Linked DNA regions of Ovis aries: region 2 is linked to region 1. Evidence: chromatin contacts called from public Hi-C data. All regions are on one chromosome and are shown on one strand. Each heading gives the region's core, a stretch centred on a gene start, on an enhancer-like site or on the middle of the called end of the contact. The rest is flanking DNA. Distances are from core to core; before and after follow the strand shown.

Region 1 (6,229 bases), core at 3,343-5,842:
CTGGGGAATATTCCAGAAGTCAGAATATGGACTTAACCCATGAAAGTGCTGCACCGGAAACAGGCTTCCTCTTGCCTGGATCGAAAGGCAGTGCTAACGAGGCATCATTCGTCTCATTGAGGAAGTGGTTTCCACCCCAAAGTGGATACTAGAGAAAGGAGTCCAGTCAAATCCAGTTAAGGCTATATATATATTTTTTTTTTTTTAATACTGTGGTGTATTCTGCTTGTTATAAAACTTCAGATGAGGTTAAAGAAGGGGAAGATCTTAGATGCTGGTGTTGCCACAAGCACCTCCCTGGAAGAGGTAAGACCTGAACACGATCTCAAGCATCTAGGGACCATCTGTCCGCTCTATTTTTTATAAGAATTTATGATGGCCTTTTCACTTCGTGTCACCATCAGTCATATCATGTATTCTCTCGGGACATTTTTTCTCTTTGCGTTTCTGTCTGTAAAACCACTCTGGCAAGACCTCGGTTTCCTGCCCATCTCATTTTTGGCCCTCAAAGTGGGGTTTGTTGCTGTTTCGTCTCTAAGTTGTGTCTTACTCTTTTGTGACCGGATGGACTGTAGCCCACCAGCCTCCTCTGTCCATGGGATTTACCAGGCAAGACTACTGGGGTGGGTGGCCATTTCCTTCTCCAGGATGTCTCCCTAACCCAGGGATTGAACCCAGGTCTTCCGCATTGCAGGCAGATTCTTTACCGTCTGAGCCACCAGGGAAGCTCAAGAGACCACTCCTTAAGACCACCACTCCCACTCCTCGCCTCCACTGCGTGTGCTTAAATGGCTTCTAAACTGTTCAGATGAACTCTACCACATTCAAGGACTAGGAAGGTTTCAGGATTTCCAGAGGCAAAATGTTCTGTCTGAAACGAGCTTGTCTGGATTATGTCTACATGGCATAGGCGCGTTCCTCCCAGCCCTCCAAGTTTGGCCCAGGATCGTCCCCCAGTCCTCTGCTTTGTGTTACAACAAGTAACAAACCAGAGTGGGAACACTTTCATTTTCTCTGTCTCCCAAATGCCATTTTGAGATGGCCTGGTGGTGACTTATGAAATACATCTCAAGGCTCTGTAGCACCTTATCCTCCCCATGAGCCAGAGCGTGTCCTTTGTGATGTTCATATTTATAACTGTAAAATTTATTCTTTGGTTTTAAGGCAGGAAATGGTGACTGGCTTTCGCAGCTCCAGAATCAGAGCAGAAAAGGCGGGGACGTGGATTCCTTGGGTCTTCAGTGGAAAAGCCAAAGATCATTTTCCTGGCATTTTGATGAGGTGGAAAGACTCTGGTTTGTGAATCACAGCAGCTGGGCTTGATCCCTGAGCCCCTCTTCTGTCTTCACTGCATATACCCTGGGTGTTCTAGGCACCCAGGATGCCCAGGTAGGCGGCAGCACGTTCATGGGGGATTGTGACTCGGCCAGCTGTTACCCTCCCTCAGCCTTGCTTTCCTGCTCTGTAAACAGACAATGACATGGACCCCTCTCAGGGAGAATAAGCAAATGTGAGAAGTGGAAACACAGCCCGGGCACTTGCATGGTCAAACAAATCTTGCAGTCAGTGACCTGCAGCCCAGCGGCTCCCTGGAGGACCCGGGTGTGCTCCTGTTCTAGTCCTGGGCTAGAGGCCCTGCACAGCCCATGGGGTCCCTGAGGCCTCCGTGGCTGCTGCAGAGCAAGTTGTCCCTGGTTAGCAAATAAGCTGAACTGATGTTTCTGTAGCTACAACCCAGAAGATTCCTGCAAGTCTAGCACCCTTCTGCCCAGCAAGGAAATGCATTATCTCTTTCTTAAAGACCCAATAAATAGTGGAAAACACATTGTGGAATCTAACTTGAAAATATAATTTTTAGAAAGTGACAAAACATTTTAGAAAAGTGATATTTTGAGAGGGTTCTAGATGCATCTGGAGCTCAGTTATGACCCTCTCAAATCTCTCATCTCAGCCAGAACCCATGTGTCCTCACAGAACTGAGGGAACAGTCATTCTCCTGTACTCTCTTGAACAGTTTCTCTTTGGATCTGGCTCCATGTAATTGGGCAGCCAGTGTCTTGGGGACACAAAGTCAGAGGAAATTCTGAGCCAGGCACCATATTTGCTGGGAAGGTGGTGTTGTTCAGTTGCTCAGTCGTGTTCGACTCTTTGCAACCCCATGAACTGCAGCACGCCAGGGTTCCCTGTCCTTCACTATCTTCCAGAGTTTGTTCAAACTCATGTCCATTAAGTTGATGATGCCATCCAACCATCTCATCCTCTGTCACCCTCTTCTCCTGCCTTCCATCTTTCTCAGCATCAGGGTCTTTTCCAGTGAGTCAGCTGTTTGTATCACATGGCCAGAGTATTGGAGCTTCCACCTCAGCCCACTCTTCCAATGAATACTCAAGGTTGAATTCCTAGGATTGACTGGTTTGATCTCCTTGCAGTCCACAGGACTCTTCACCAGCACCACAGCTCAAAGACATCAGTGCTGGGAAGGTAGAGAAAATGTTTTCCATTTCTCACTTCTTGCTCAAAGTGCAAAAATGACGGGCCTGCCTGGCCTAGTTACTGCTTTCTGTCTCTGCAGCGCTCCTGGCGCCAGCTCTCAGCTTCCTCCTTATTAATGTTCTGTGATGATCCCCTCCTGGTACTGCGTCGCCATCATCGCACAGGGTTATTAGAGGGCAGACACCAGCAGGGAATGTGCTCTGGGCTTACTCTCACAAATATTATCCCTTGTATTATCACAGCAATTACAAAATACTGCTCTTAAAAATGCAATAAGGAAATACCCAACTCTGTGGACTCTGTGTATTTGTCTGCCAACTTTCTATTTTTATGATAGCAGGTTGAGCCAGGCAGGAAAGTAAACCCCAGGGAAATGTAGTTACTTAAAGTTCTTCCAGGAGATAAGGACATGTAGACATTTTCTAAATTTTATTTAAAAACATTGTTTGTGCCTCTCTCATTCCATGAAGAATAAAAAGAATGAAAGAAATTGTGATTGACAGTGCAAGCATCTAGAGTTCAGGAGGTTCAGCTCAGAGGAATGGGGGTGGGAAGGGAAGGGAGGTGTTTTAGACTCAAATCAGAATCATTTAAGAAAAGAAAATTACATGGTTGCAGAATGCAGGTTCCATAATAATGGCTGGCAAATGATAATTTCATTTCTTACAGGATTTATCCAATGCTGCACAACTGTTTGAGGCTTCCCAAAATTCTAGGCTGATGTTAATAAAGAGCTTACCTACTAAAAGAATGGAGCTCAATGTTCCAGTGAGGTCAGGAGAAAGAAAAATAAGTAAAACCAGGCCTGGGAAAGCTGAAGAGGCTGAGTGCAGGGGAAGAAATGCTCTAGAGTTGCTGACCCTGAAGTCACACCAAGCCAGAGGAGATGCTCAGAAAGGAAGGAGGAGCTGCTGGCTGCAGGCTTCTCTCAGTGAAACATAGTGCCCCAAAGCTTCGGCTGGTATTGCTCCAAGTGGAACCTAGCCACCATGCCTGGGAATTTCTTCCAGTGTCTGTTAAAATGCAGATTCCTGGGCCCCATCCTCATCTTCTCGAATTAGAATCTTTAGAAACAAGAAGGTGGAATCTGCATTTTATACAAATAGCTCAGAGGCACGTTATCCCGACATTGCTCTTCAGCTCTCTCGGACATAGTTGGACAATGAACTTGAAGGAAGGCCCTGCTACATGTGGAGAAACATCCCAGGGGTGGTGCGGATGTGCCAAAGAAGCAGGAGGTGGGTTAGGGCCCTAAGACCTACACTCAAGGCGTGCATCAATCCCCAGGTACCTGTTCCAGCTCCACTTCTTGGCTCTCCCGGCTCCACTCTCCCCAGAAAGCTCCAGTGCTCATCTCTTTTTCTTCTCACAAACAAAAGGCAGATTCGAAATGGGCAAATGGGGCATTGCCCAGAGGCAGAAGAAGGATCAAGTCAGAAGAAGGGGAGACAGCACGTTTCCACAAGCATCTGAGAACCTTGGAAGAAAATGCCAAACAACTGTACTCAGGAGGACCCCCCACCCCCACCCCTCATTCTAGCTGGCCTGGGCCCTACTTGACAAGGTGTCTAGTCTGGGTACTCTCCGCTTCTCTGCCTCCATCTCCCCTCTCCATTCCCATCTCCCAGGACAGCATCTCATTCCCCTATTCCCCCCAACCCCCCAATATCTGCAGGAGATCAGGATGCGGCAGGCTGGTTTACTACCAAACCAAGAAGGCTGACCCCAGGTCTGGCATCGACCACTGGGCCTTCTCATTTCACTTTGCGAGAGCTCCCCTCCTCCCTGCACCCCCTCCACCCCCACTTCCTTTCCTGGGCTCCAGCACATCTGTGGCCAAGCCCTTGCCTTGGAGCCTGCTCTGTGAGATGAGAATCCCCAGGAGAGAAGTTTCTGGAAAGCAAAGGGAAGCCCTCTGTCGGAACCGAGCTTGGATGAGGTTGCAGCGGATCTCCCAGGTCGGAGCTGCGAGGCCAGGGTCCTCTGTGACAGATGGAGGGGCCCTCCTCCCCCGGGGACCCTTTCCTTAGAAGTCAGCCCCCGGCCTCTGGCGGTCAGCTCCCTACGGAGTGCGGCGCCTGCGCCACCCAGTGGGCCTGGCGGGAACTGCACCCTGCGAGCCTGGCTCCCTCCCTCCGCTGGGGCTGGACACCGAGACAGTGCTTGGCGCCGAGTGATGCGCGGGGTCAGGTTGCTATCATTCCCTTGCCGGGAACGAATCCACTTTTAGCTAAACAGTGTGCATGAAGACAGTAACATCTACTAATTTCAGTGGCGCTTGAAATTTCTCCCAGTGTCATGTTCTGGGCGGGTGGACTGTATCACAGCCCGTGGCAGAAGCGAGAGGCCTATTACCAGTCTATGCAAAGGGAACCTTGAGGTCCCTGCCTTAGTCACAGTCATTTATTCCCTGACCTCCCTTGTCCTTTAAACTTCAGTCCCTGACATGGGAAGGAAGCTGCCCAGGAAAGTGCACTCCGTCCTGGAGCCGGGGTAGCTCTCTTATGGGTCTCAGTGCTTCTCGAAGAAAAGCTGGGCGAGGGGAAGCGAGGGGGGCTTCGGAGAAGGGGGGCGTGTTCTGCCCTTCACCTTCTTGCCCTGAGGATGCTGCTTCCGGCCGGGTGATAATAGAACACGTGAATGCCGGGGGCTTGTCCTCTGCCCACCAGCCTTTGACATTGCCCTCTGTCTGAGGTGGGAATAGGAAAGTGGTTCCTGGCAGCCTGAGCCGGACTCCCCCAGCCGACCAGGTCTGCATGCCCACACCTGGGGCTGCCTTAAAGCCCTGGGTACCTCTCCGCAGGGGGCTGGGAGCCTCATGGAGCACCATTTGCAGGAAATCAAGACGTGGTGAAGACATGCGTGTACACATACATGTATCTGCATGGCTTTCTCCAGTAGGTCAAGGGCACCCACAAGTCACCTCCTCAGAGGAACTTCCGCTCAGCACCCTAGGACAACCACCCTGATCCACCTCCTGCATGCTGGCATTATTCTAGGCAGAGGGGACAGGGTAAAGATGGGACAGGGACATTCCGAGCCGAGAGAGGAGGGGAAGTGGTACCAGATGAGGGGTGAGAGGTGGCGGAAGGCCAGGACAGGTTGGGGCTTGCCAGCTAGAGTGAGGGAGGTGACTTGTTCCTGCTGCCCAATCCCTCCACTTCTCACCCCCAGACTCACACACAGCCTGTCCTCCGTACCTGCTTCAAGTCCCACCTCCCCCAGGGAACTGTCCTGATTTCAGAGGCCACAGATCTTGCCCTCACACCTACATCTCACACTGCCTTCCTTCAGCCCCACGTGGACCCTGCTGCACCAAAGTTTGATGCTCCTTAAGGACATGGAACAATAGACTGGTTCCAAATAGGAAAAGGAGTACGTCAAGGCTGTATATGGTCACCCTGCTTATTTAACTTCTATGCAGAGTACATCATGAGAAACACTGGGCTGAAAGAAGCACAAGCTGGAATCAAGATTGCCGGGAGAAATATCAATAACCTCAGATATGCAGATGACACCACCCTTATGGCAGAAAGTGAAGAGGAACTAAAAAGCCTCTTGATGAAAGAGAAAGAGGAGAGGGAAAAAATTGGCTTTAAGCTCAACATTCAGAAAACAAAGATCATGGCATCTGGTCCCATCACTTCATGGGATATAGATGGGGAAACAGTGGAAACAGTGTCAGACTTTATTTTTTTGGGCTTCAAAATCACTGCAGATGGTGACTGCAGCCATG
Region 2 (5,862 bases), core at 1,203-3,702, 210 kb before region 1:
ACTCTCTTGCTTTTTCCATGATCCGCGGATGTTGGCAATATGATCTCTGGTTCCTCTGCCTTTTCTAAAACCAGCTTGAACATCTGGAAGTTCATGGTTCATGTATTGCTGAAGTCTGGCTTGGAGAATTTTAAGCATTACTTTACTAGTATGTGAGATGAATGCAATTGTGTGGTAGTTTGAGCATTCTTTGGGATTGGAATGAAAACTGACCTTTTCCAGTCCTGTGGCCACTGCTGAATTTTCCAAATTTGCTGGCATATTGAGTGCAGCACTTTCACAGCATCATCTTTCAGGATTTGAAAGAGCTCAACTGGCTTTGAGCTCTCCACTATTCCATCACCTCCACTAGCTTTGTTCTTGGTGATGCTTCCTAAAACCCACTTGACTTCACATTCCAGGATGTCTGGCTCTAGGTGAGTGATCACACCATCGTGATTATCTGGGTCATGAAGATCTTTCCTGTACAGTTCTTCTGTGTATTCTTGCCACCTCTTCTTAATATCTTCTGCATCTGTTAGGTCCATACCATTTCTGTCCTTTATCGAGCCCATCTTTGCATGAAATGTTCCCTTGGTATCTCTAATTTTCTTGAAGAGATCTCTAGTCTTTCCCATTCTATTGTTTTCCTCTGTTTATTTGCACTGATCACTGAGGAAAGTTTTCTTATCTCTCCTTGCTATTCTTTGGAACTCTGCATTCAGATGGGTATATCTTTCCTTTTCTCCTTTGCTTTTCGCTTCTCTTCTTTTCACAGCTATTTGTAAGACCTCCTCAGACAGCCATTTTGCTTTTCTGCATTTCTTGTTTTGGGGGATGGTCTTGATCCCTGTCTCCTGTACAATGTCACGAACCTCCTTCCATAGTTCATCAGGCACTCTGTCTATTAGATCTAATCCCTTGAATCTATCTCACTTCCACTGTGTAATCGTAAGGGATTTGATTTAGGTCATACCTGAATGGTCTAGTGGTTTTCCCTATTTTCTTCAATTTAAGTCTGAATTTGGCAATAAGGAGTTCATGATCTGAGCCACAGTCAACTCTCCATCTTGTTTTTGATCACTGTATAGAGCTTCTCCATCTCTGGCTGCAAAGAATATAATCAGTCTGATTTAAGTATTGACCATCTGGTGATGTCCATGTGTAGAGTCTTCTCTTGTGTTGTGGGAAGAGAGTGTTTGCCATGACCAGTGTGTTCTCTTGGCAAAGCTCTATTAGCCTTTGCCCTGCTTCATTCTGTACTCCGAGACCAAATCTGCCTGTTACTCCAGGTGTTTCTTGACTTCCCACTTTTGCATTCCAGTCTCCTATAATGAAAAGGACATCTTTTGGGGGTGTTAGTTCTAAAAGGTCTTGTAGGTCTTCATAGAACCGTTCAACTCCAGCTTCTTCAGCGTTACTGGTCAGGGCATAGACTTGGAATTACCGTGATATTGAATGGTTTACCTTGGAAACGAACAGAGATCATTTTGTCATTTTTAAGACTGCATTTCGGACTCTTTTGTTGACTATGATGGCTACTCCATTTCTTCCAAGGGATTCCTGCCCACAGTAGTAGATATAATGGTCATCTGAGTTAAATTCACCCATATCCTGAACCTAATCTCAAAGAAATAGGCAAACCTAAACTGAAGTATGGTCTACAGATGCAGTCTTTTAAAAATGCCACTGTTATGAGACACTAAGAAAACCCGAGGAACCATTACAAATGAAAGAAAACACCAAGACACATGATAACTACACCCTCTGTACTGGACTACAATAAGTGCTATAAAGACGTTATTGGGGGCAATTCAGAAACCAGAATACAGACTGCAAATCAAAGTACTGTATCAGTTTCCTGTATTCAATAACTATATTGTGGTTATATAAAAAAAATAAATTTGCTGTTAAGAAATAAACTAATCCCAAATATTTCAGAAAAACAGCATATATGTGTGTATGAGGGAGAAATAAATCAATTACAAAGTAAACAGGGCAAAATGTTGAAAATTGGTGAATTTGTATAGAGGGTAAACAGGAGCTTTCTTTACTACTCTCATAATTTTCTTTTTGGTTTGAAAGTCTTTCAAAGTAAAAAGTGGAGGGAATCCTACAAGTTCTTCTGAGTTATACAAAACTTTCTTGGCCTTAAAATCTTCATTTCATAGTGTGTGTATGATCAGTCACGTCCAACTCTTTGTGACCCCATGGACAGCAGCCCAATAGGTTTCTTGGTCCATTTCCAGGCATGAATACTGGAGTGGGTTGCCATCTCCTTCTCCAAGGGATGTTCCCAACCCAGGAATTGAACCTGCATTTCCTGTGTCTCTGTACTGCAGGCAGATTCGTTACCACTGAACCAGTGGGGAAGTCCCCAAAATCTTCAACTTGCAAAATTTCAAAGAATAAGGTACATTTCTAATAAAAAGTATAACTCTTTCCACCAATAGATGGCGTTAGTGGCCATTTATTTAGTGTCACTTTCAACCTCAGAGCCAGAACCCATCTCGTGAACAGTGTTCTGGAACTAAGCTACATAAACCCTCAAATATTTCTGCCTCATGCTACTTACTACCAAGAATAACACAGATGAACATTATTTAAGAGGTGGAAAGGTACTTTGGAGATCTCCACTTGGAGTACATTTCAAAGCTCCAGGTCTTCCTTTATTCCTTCCAACTCCCTAGGAGAATCACTGCTGTAGTAATTTACTATAAAGCAACATGAAACCACTGTATCCTTCAAATGTGCAAGAATAAAAAGGGAAGGGAAGAAAAATAGAAGTAAAGGAAAGAAGGAGTGGGTGAGTTTGCTTCCAATCTCCTGATTTTACAGCTAGACAACAATCTAATGGGAGGGAGGTCATGTGATCTGGCCAAGCTCACATCATTAAAGGGACAGGTAGCTCTTAAACACAAGCCTTCTATCTGCTAATCCTTGGTGCTTTCTACAATGCCAAATTACCCTCTTCCTACTAATCCTTAACTGGATGTTTAAGCACTGTGGAAATGTGGGAGTGGTAGAGGGTAAAATATCTGGTTTCTCTCTTTTCACTTCTAATAGAAGTTCATTACGTAAACATGATGACAAAGGAAAACACCATGTACAAAGGCTAGGGACAGTGAAATCCTTTGTCACTGGCATTCAGGGAACAGTCAATAGTGGAGTACAATATAATTAGAGGGTAAAATGTAAAAAAGAGTCTTGGGAAGCATCAGGAAGTGAGTCTGGAGAAGCTGGTATAAAGGGCAACGTTTGCCACAGTAAAAACAAAAGCTTGGACTGGAGGCAATAAAAAGACAGTCCTTATAAATGGGACTATTAAATTACAGGATCTTACAAGTCTCATTAAGAAGATATACATACATACACATACACAGTGATAGAAAGACATTCCTGTTGAATTCATAAACCTCAACAAATGGGTACCTGTGTAATTACTTCAAGTACAACAGATCCTCAATGTTTAAGAGTGATCTGTCCCAAGACATCTTGAAATATCCTCAAATTTGAGAATGTTACTATAGTATACAGCACATTAAAGTATAACTAATTTTTTTTACTCCAACAGACTTTCAATGATTCTTAAAAACCCTGAAATGATGTGGGAAATTCTGAAAGAGATGGGAATACCAGACCACCTGACCTGCCTCTTGAGACACCTATATGCAGGCCAGGAAGCAACACTTAGAACTGGACATGGAACAACAGACTGGTTCCAGATAGGAAAAGGAGTACATCAAGGCTGTATATTGTCACCCAGCTTATTTACCTTATATGCAGAGTACATCATGAGAAACACTGGGCTGGAAGCAGCACAAGCTGGAATCAAGATTGCCGGGAGAAATCTCAATAACCTCAGATATGCAGATGACACCACCCTTATGGCAGAAAGTGAAGAGGAACTAAAAGCCTCTTGACGAAAGTGAAAGAGGAGAGGGAAAAAGTTGACTTAAAGCTCAACATTCAGAAAACGAAGATCATGGCATCTGGTCCCATCACTTCATGAGAAATAGATGGGGAAACAGAAACAGTGTCAGACTTGATTCTTGGGGGCTCCAAAATCACTGCCGATGGTGACTGCAGCCATGAAATTAAAAGATGCTTACCCCTTAGAAGGAAAGTTATGACCAACCTAGATACCATATTCAAAAGCAGAGATATTCCTTTCCCAACAAAGCTCCATCTAGTCAAGGCTATGGTTTTTCCAGTGGTCATGTATGGATGTGAGAGTTGGACTGTGAAGAAAGCTGAGTGCCAAAGAATTGATGCTTTTGAACTGTGGTGTTGGAGAAGACTCTTGAGAGTCCCTTGGACTGCAAGGAGATCCAACCAGTCCATCCTAAAGGAGATCAGTCCTGGGTGTTCACTGGAAGGACTGATGCTGAAGCTGAAACTCCAGTATTTTGGCCACCTCATGCGAAGAGTTGACTCACTGGAAAAGACCCTGATGCTGGGAAGGATTGGGGGCAGGAGGAGAAGGAGATGACAGAGGATGAGATGGCTGGATGGCATCACTGACTTGATGGACATGAGTTTGAGTGAATTCCGGGAATTGGTGATGGACAGAGTCCTGGCATGCTGTGATTCATGGGGTTGCAAGGAGTTGGACACGACTGAGTGACTGAACTGAACTGAACTGAATCTCTAGTTATTTGCAAGTTGCAAAGCAGACTCTTCTACATCATGAATTTATTAACCCACCACAGAATCTTACAATTTACCCCAAATTCCTCTTTCTAGATGTACTCTCTTCTACTTCTCTTTGATCACCAGAAATAGTTGCCTCCTGCAGCACAAACAGTTCTCGCATCAAAAGTTTCTACACAAAAAAACCCAGAGAATAACAAATGTGCCTACCAGTGGCAGACTAGGACCAATATGTGCCCAGCAAAATTACAAATTATCAGGTCATACACCCTCCCAGTCATTCACCGAACAGTGAAAACCATAAGTGTTAATTTGCGAAAGATGGGGCTCTATTCTAGCAGCAACTGACTAGCCAAAAAAAAGCATCACTTACTTTAGTAGCAAAGACCCACTGGCCTTTTAAAAGCAGCAATGCCTGTAACAATATAAATATTAGCATAGCAACTTGTAGCTTACAACACACACCTTACCACAATTTTGGCAGAAGGATTTCAAGCAATCTTGTATTACTAGATTTACAGCCTAGTTTTCCATTCAGACATTTTATTAAGAACCAAGAGTACTGGATCTCCGAAGATGTTTGCTCCTGCATCCTGGGGCCACCCAGTGACCAGAGGAAGGGAATTGCCTGCATAAAGACTGAGGTGCTATAGGGATTGAGACATTCTTCATTTATTTTAATAGCCCCCTGAGATAAATATTATTACATTCAACTTAGGAAACAGGCTCACGGAGGTTAAGAGGAGGAATATCTCTTATGAGTAAGGAACTCTCTCCTAGAATTTTCCTTCTTCCATCCTTATCCATACCTTTCCCTTCCAAAGGGAAGGATTCTCTGCAAGTCTCAGTCACTATAATTCCTCCATATTTACTTATGTCTGTCAAGGAGGAAAGGTGAGGATGGCTTTCACAGAGAACCTGATATTTGAGATGAGCCTTAACAAGCAAATGTTGGGCAGATGGAAGGTAATGGTAAGGACATTCTTGACAAGAGTAAATAATACCTGCAAAGACAGAAGAATGGAAGAAATTGGCATGTCAGGACAATGCTGGTTAAATGTGTTGCAGAAAAAGTGTGCATGCATGTACGTGTGCGTGTGTGTACAGAAATGAATAATCTATGAAGACAGACTGGAGGAAGATCACAAAATATTAACAACAGCCTGGGAAGAAACATGCACTTTACTCTCTAAATCAAGGTTTCTTAACTGAGAGATCATGAATTAAACC

Evidence for each region. A called contact is a pair of places that touch in the nucleus more often than the background predicts.
Region 2: a Hi-C map of liver shows a contact between it and region 1, with 5 times the contacts expected there. The contact joins two enhancer-like sites. A contact is called at or near these places in 10 of 16 Hi-C or Micro-C datasets (blood, hypothalamus, liver and 5 more).

What each region holds. Positions count from the first base shown.
Region 1 is chr12:59,362,219-59,368,447 of ARS-UI_Ramb_v3.0, reverse strand. No RefSeq gene overlaps it. Among named protein-coding and RNA genes, the nearest start is that of TEX35, 29 kb to the right of the region's middle. Within about 2 kb of position 4,592, at least 18 of the 54 cell types and tissues checked have an H3K27ac peak or open chromatin away from gene starts, as enhancers often do. A contact at or near this core is called in hypothalamus and liver, where this site is marked.
Region 2 is chr12:59,568,876-59,574,737 of ARS-UI_Ramb_v3.0, reverse strand. The region is part of intron 1 of RALGPS2 (Ral GEF with PH domain and SH3 binding motif 2); the gene reads right to left. Among named protein-coding and RNA genes, the nearest start is that of RALGPS2, 27 kb to the right of the region's middle. Within about 2 kb of position 2,452, at least 7 of the 54 cell types and tissues checked have an H3K27ac peak or open chromatin away from gene starts, as enhancers often do. A contact at or near this core is called in hypothalamus and liver, where this site is marked.